2 separate regions of the Mus musculus genome follow, and region 2 is linked to region 1. A link is a contact called in public Hi-C data. All regions are on one chromosome and are shown on one strand. The core of a region is the stretch at or near the end of the contact, and the rest is flanking DNA. Distances in the headings are between cores, read along the strand shown.

Evidence for each region. Hi-C and Micro-C count contacts between places; a contact is called where the count stands out from the background.
Region 2: a contact with region 1 is called in a Hi-C map of the N1E-115 cell line, with 1.9 times the contacts expected there. The contact joins two enhancer-like sites. A contact is called at or near these places in 1 of 39 promoter capture datasets (the HPC-7 cell line), 1 of 15 datasets of contacts at CTCF or cohesin (CD8 T cells), 2 of 484 Hi-C or Micro-C datasets (the N1E-115 cell line and nephron progenitors) and 2 of 115 datasets of contacts at active chromatin or transcription factors (SST interneurons and double positive thymocytes).

Annotation. Positions count from the first base shown.
Region 1 is chr11:84,289,265-84,292,326 of GRCm38.p6, forward strand. Acaca (acetyl-Coenzyme A carboxylase alpha) reads left to right here. Exons shown (of 54, transcript NM_133360.2): 28 at 1,024-1,047. Among named protein-coding and RNA genes, the nearest start is that of Acaca, 95 kb to the left of the region's middle. Within about 2 kb of position 1,642, at least 13 of the 459 cell types and tissues checked have an H3K27ac peak or open chromatin away from gene starts, as enhancers often do. A contact at or near this core is called in the N1E-115 cell line, where this site is marked.
Region 2 is chr11:84,356,028-84,359,089 of GRCm38.p6, forward strand. The region is part of intron 43 of Acaca (acetyl-Coenzyme A carboxylase alpha); the gene reads left to right. Among named protein-coding and RNA genes, the nearest start is that of Aatf, 160 kb to the right of the region's middle. Within about 2 kb of position 1,619, at least 10 of the 459 cell types and tissues checked have an H3K27ac peak or open chromatin away from gene starts, as enhancers often do. A contact at or near this core is called in the N1E-115 cell line, where this site is marked.

The DNA of each region.
Region 1 (3,062 bases), core at 392-2,891:
ACCAAAGAGAATAAAAGAGTCTTGCCTTATTTCCTCTTTGTGTATTTCAATCTATCTTTCTTTATTTTTTGTTTTTCTTTTTCTGTTTTCTTTTTTTCAATGGTTTTTCAAGACAGGATTTCTCTGTGTAGCCTTAGCTGTCTTTGAACTCTGAAGACCAGGCTGGCTTCAAACTCAGAGATGGACCTCCCTTTGCTTCCTGAGTGCATACACCTCCACCACTGGGCTCAATCTTTCTTTCATGAGTTTGACACCTTCTTTATGAGGAAATTCTAAAACTAGTCAAAGTTAGGTACCATTTTATTAGTGAAAGGCCTAGAGTTTTCAAGCTAATAATAATTAAAACATTATCTTACACCATTTAATTAAAGAATATCAACTGTAACAAGGTTATACCAAACTACTAGTATAATGTAGATTCCTTAGGATTTTCAGGGCCCTTAAGCTCTTGTGCCCTAGGATATGTGCTGCCTTTCAGAGAGGAAAAGTGGGGCTAAATTTCAGGGTACCTGTATCACTGGATTCATTTCCTTATTTTTATTACATATTCCAGAAAAACAATAAGGCAGGAGGAGCTATGGAACCAACTTCTGATTTGTAATAGGAGCAAGGAATACTGTAGACATTTTGTGTCAGGGGTCATATTTCATGTTTCAGATTAAAGATAATGTGCCATATACTAAAGCTTGACTTTTTAACCAGTCTGTGTTTTACCCCTACTCCACATTATTATTATTATTATTATTATTATTATTATTATTTTGTAATGAGACTTACGTTTAAAAAATCCCTGGTGATACATCTGGACCCTTTCCTCAACAGCCGCTGTGGTGAGGTAGGTCAGGAAGAAGCCTCTTTGGAGGTACCCTGGGGGTTGAAGGGTAATGAGCACTTAATTATGTCTGCTGGTGCCAGAGCTGCAAAACTGGAGCTCCTGGTGACTGGTCTGTATCTACTCTGACAATTCTTTTATTATGGCTTTCACTAACCTATCAGTAACTAACTGTGGTTGTTTAATTACAGAGGGAACATCCCCACGCTAAACAGGTACCGTATATTTAGTTTCTTTTCCAATTAAAAGCACATCCTCTCCCCTCCCCCCCCAAAAAAAAACAACTTAGCATAGTGAAACATGGAAAAATATCATACTACAGTCAACGAGGAAATCCTCAGCTTCCCCTTGGACATACTGACTTACCCTTTCTGTTCAGAAAACATGTCTTCAGCTGTTCCAAAAGTACGTGAAAAGTGTCAGTATGGCAGAGACCCCATTGAGCTCTGCGTGAGAGGGAGTGTGTTGACAGGCTATGTTCAGCGTTGCTGGCAACATCTTTCCGAGTTCTCATTACATTTGGGGCTTTCAGAGGAGAAACCCTTAAGATTATTCTTAGCCTGGCAAAACATTCACAGTATTAGTTGCTCTAATTTGCTTCTCCTTTTAGAGGAGTAAATTCCAGAAATAGCTGATCTCATGTTTCATCATTTTGTTAACTGTTTTAAATTTAAAAGTGTTAAAGTGTTCCCATGATTTAAAAGTCATTTTATTTTATACCTGTAAGATTAGTGTTGGAAAGGTGTATTAAGTTTTGTTACTTTGAGCTGTGTGAAGAAGTTCCCAAGCCAATACAGTGCGAGGGGCATTTCAGTGTGTGTTTTGCGTTTCTTCTGCTTCCTCAGCCAAGCAAGGTCACATGCAAGTTTGAGAGGACAGCAGTTTTGATTGGACAGAATCCAGAAAGTGTTAGGGCAGTGACAAGTTGGTGGCAAACTCTCTGTAGAAGTGACAATATTTATAGGCTTACATATTTTCTCTCCTTTTAAAATACTAGTAACTAAAACAAATTATAGCCGTATAGCTCTATTAAAATGTGGAGAGAAGGGGGGGAGAGAAAGAAGGAGAGAGAGAGGTGGGGGGAGGGAAGAGGAAGAGGAAGAGGAAGAGGAAAAGTATTTCTGCGCCCGCCTTGGTCTTCCCTCAGAGGGATGCTTGGTTCAGATCTGCCAACCTTAACTGTTCTGGCCCATGAGCATAGAGATAGAGGGGAAACTGAATCTTGTATATATTTCCCATGGGGTTCTGTCAAGTGAAAAATATATTTAACCCCGTGTTTGCCACAATCATATTCTGTTAGCTTATTTAGAAGGAGTTCCTTCAAATATTATCTGGAACCCATTGCCTCTTTCCTGTCTAATAATAGGCAGATGGAAAAGGTGCCTCACAAACTTGCTCATTGCATAAATATACTTGGTGATCCTAGAAGTCAGGATAATAGCATTTCTGAGTTAACACAGCTCAGAATCCCTGTTTCTAGTGAGCACCATGTGTAAGACTTGCTTGAAATGTGCTTCATTTGTTTCATCCATGGTATCAATGGTTTCCTCTCTCATTCTGCCTCCTGTTTTCCAATACTATTAAATGATGAACTTCCTGTCCTATTGTCCTCATTACCAAGAGTAAAACCCTGGAGTGTCAGTCTCTTTAGTCTGTGTGAGCAGTATCCTCACCTTGCAAAGCATCCTTGTATAAACAGGACTTGCAGTGAGCCTCAGATCTCAAGCTCACGTTGCTCTCTTCCTCCTGCAACATTGCAGGTGGTGTTCTTCAGCGAGAGTTTTGAATAGTTTTCCAAAGAGCAGGTCTCATCATCTCACTCTGAATTTGCTTCAGGTCAATATGCCAGTAATGTGTCAGACAAATCCTGGAGGCATCCTTTAGCTTGGTCCTTCCTAGCAGGCTCTCCTGATTGGTCCTTCAGAAATACCTTGTGATATTATTTATGAGTACATTCTGCTGAGATGCATCAAAGAATATTCATATTCATTATGGAGTTAGATTGAACAAATCAATTCAGTTCTCTTGAAGCATCTCCATTTAGCAACTGATTGTCATGCTTACACATACTTTGAGACGAATGCTCTACCTTTATATCTTGCTAGAAGTTAATAAGGCTTTTGGTGGTAGTTCAAATGTGCTTAAGTATAAAAAGGAATTTTTGCAATGTGGATTTAAACTCTTTTAAAAAGGGAGAACTATAATCAATAAATATCTGTCACTCAACCAA
Region 2 (3,062 bases), core at 369-2,868, 67 kb after region 1:
CAGTAGCCCATGTAGAGAATTTTTAAAGAGGTCCAGAGGCATGGCTCGGCAGGTAAGGGCTCTTGCCCCCAAGTGTAAGGGATGATTTCCATCCCCTGATCAGGCATGAGAAAAGGAGAGCACCGACTCTTACAGATTGTTCTCTGACGTACACACACTCCATGGTGCACAAGTGCTCATACACTCATACACATACACACACAAAATAGATGTTAAGGGTTGTGGTTGGAACCAGTAACAACTCAAAAACATCACCCAGCAACTGCACCAAAGACAGGTAAAAGGAATGAGTCACTTGCTTGCCTTTTATACTTTACATTAGAGCACTAATAGAAGGCTTGGCTTTAGTGGCTCGACTTGCTTGACTATGTCAGTGTTGAGTTTCTGTAGTTCATATGGAACTCTGGCATTCATTCATTGCATTTGTAATTTGTAAAGTTGCTTTTATGTTGAGATACATTATGATTCCTGATTTCATGGTATTTAAAACAAACTTAATTTTCAGAAATATCCAATCTTTTGACTTTGTAACGCAATATCTGTAAACGTGTGGGACCTATTCATGCCTGTCCATCATGATACATGCAGCCTGTAGACTAGTGTTTGGACATGCCTGATACTGAGGGATTAAAAAAAATGCTACCCACCATAAGCAAGAAAATGAAAAAAAAAAAGCTGCAGAGAAAGAATAAATGTTACTGTCTAGGAAGTCAGGCTCTGGCAAGCCTATCTTTCAGATATATCAGATATCTGGCTGCTGTGAGCTCTAGCACTGGGGCATTTTACCATTTGCCTCAAGTACCAGTCTATTTAGAAAAGCCACGAGGTAACTAAAAAACATTTTTTAAAAATCTATGAGAAACATGTATTTGGTAAAAGAGAATCCAGAATATATAAAGAATTTTCAGAACTCAATAAGAAAACAGCCTAATAGTTAAATACATGGGCAAGAAATTTGAGTAGACTCTGCATGAAAGAAGATGTTTAAAGATGGGAGATAAGTGTATGCAATTATGTCTGTCACTCCTCATTAAGGAAATTAAAGCCACAGTTTCACAGCACTACATTCTTTCCCTATATGATGCAGCTTCTTGTTGTTGGTTTATGGTGATGGCAGTCAAACTCACAGTCTGATACATGCTAGGTAAGTGCTCTAAATCTGTGCTATATCCCAGCTCTAGGAAAAACCAAAATAAGTATTTTTAATGATAATTTACAAAATTCCAAATGCTGATATGAATTGGGGTAGCTAGAACTCTGTCCACTATTGAATGAAATGAGAAGTGGTATCAATACTTTGAAATCTGTGGTTTGGTTTCTGTTTCTTTTACTAAGTTAGCTATACACTTACCATACAATCCTGTTTCCAAATGTTCGTGGCAGCTTTCTTCCTAGTCTCTCCCCAAACTGACAGCCTAGATGTCTACCAACTGACAAACACTAACTGAGTCATGGCACCCCTCTGTGAAAAGGAAGTACCTACACTTGGACTGTATGAATGAATGTGATGCACTCCATATGATAACCAAAAGAAGCTAGGCCCTGAATGCTGTATACTCTGTGAATCTCATTGTATGCCACCTTAACAAAAGGCCAAGCAGTCAGAGCAGAAATGAGATCACTGGCTGTTTGGAGTAGGCAGAGGGGCCAGAGGAGCGTGACGATAATGTTCCCATGTCGTTACTGTGTACGGGATGTGACTGGATGTGTTTGTCAGTGTCATAGAATTTTATACCATAAATTGGATACTTTTGTTATATTTAAATAATCTCTCAATAAGGTAGACTCTTGTCTGCCCTCTTGATTTTCTTTTGAGTTGGGGCCTCACAGAGTGGAAGCTGACCATAAACTCCTGACTCTCCTGTCTCCAGTTCCCAAGTGCTGGGATCACAGGCATGAGTCACCACACCTGGCTCTAAACCAGACTTTATTTAAAATGCTAAGTATTTCCATTTGGAATTGATTTATTGTCAGTACTTTCATGTCTCTAGCTAAATGAGTAGTTAGCTGATGGATCTCTGGGATGAGTGATTTCTTTTGGCAGGCAGCTCTCTATTCGGAAGGCTATGCCTTTTCTCTCACATTTGACAGGCAAACTATCTATGGTTCTTCTTTATTCGTTTACATTAATAGTATCTTCCACTGCACCTGGTGAGTTTGTGCTTGTGCTCTCAGTGAGCAAAGCTCTTGCAGTGCTTTTTCTGCTCTGTATCTCAGTGTCTTTGTGGCTAAATACTTTCCTATCAGGGAATGATGGCACACACCTGCCCTAGGAGGCCAGGATAAGATGGTCAGCTTGAGGCCATCCTGAGCTATACACGTAGCAAGACACTTGTTTTAAAATACATTTAAAACAAAACCAGTCTTTTCCTGACACTGGTAGCAACAGTCTCTTTGCCTAAGATTATTCTTCAGCAAACTTGATCACATCAGAATTTGTTTCTTATTGAGAGATTTTTGAGTCTTGCCAAGGGGATTATCTTGACTCAAACTATGGCTCAAATCCCCTCTGCCTGCGAGTGTGTATCACTGAGCGTCCTCTCTGCCCCCAAGCCTAATCCACCAGCTGTGGGCTAGCTCTCTAGTTTGCCAGTGCCAGCCGTGACAACAACAGTATAGAAAGGAGTGTAACCCTTTAGCTGTGTATTTGGTAACATTGTCACAGAGGCATTGTCTCTGACTCCCAAGAAATTTAATTCCACTCACCCTTGGATATATTCCTGGTGAAACATTTACACAGTAATATGTGCAGCACCACTTAGAAATGTTAATTGGAGATTGAATTACTTGTCAGCTTTTAAAAATGTAGTTCTCTGGGGTCAAGGAGGATGTTAGGAGGAGAAGTGCTGTTACGGTTTTCCCCTTCCCTCTCTCCCCTCAGCCCTTTCTTCTTGCCCGTCCTCCCTCTTGTCCCTTTATACCACTCTTTCCCCACTGCCATCTCATCTGTCTGTCTGTCTATCTGCCCTCCCCATCCTTTATCCATACCATCCCAGAGTGACGTTAATACCAGAGTCATGTGTGAGATCCAGTGATGATGATTGCTCAGTAGATTTACCCTC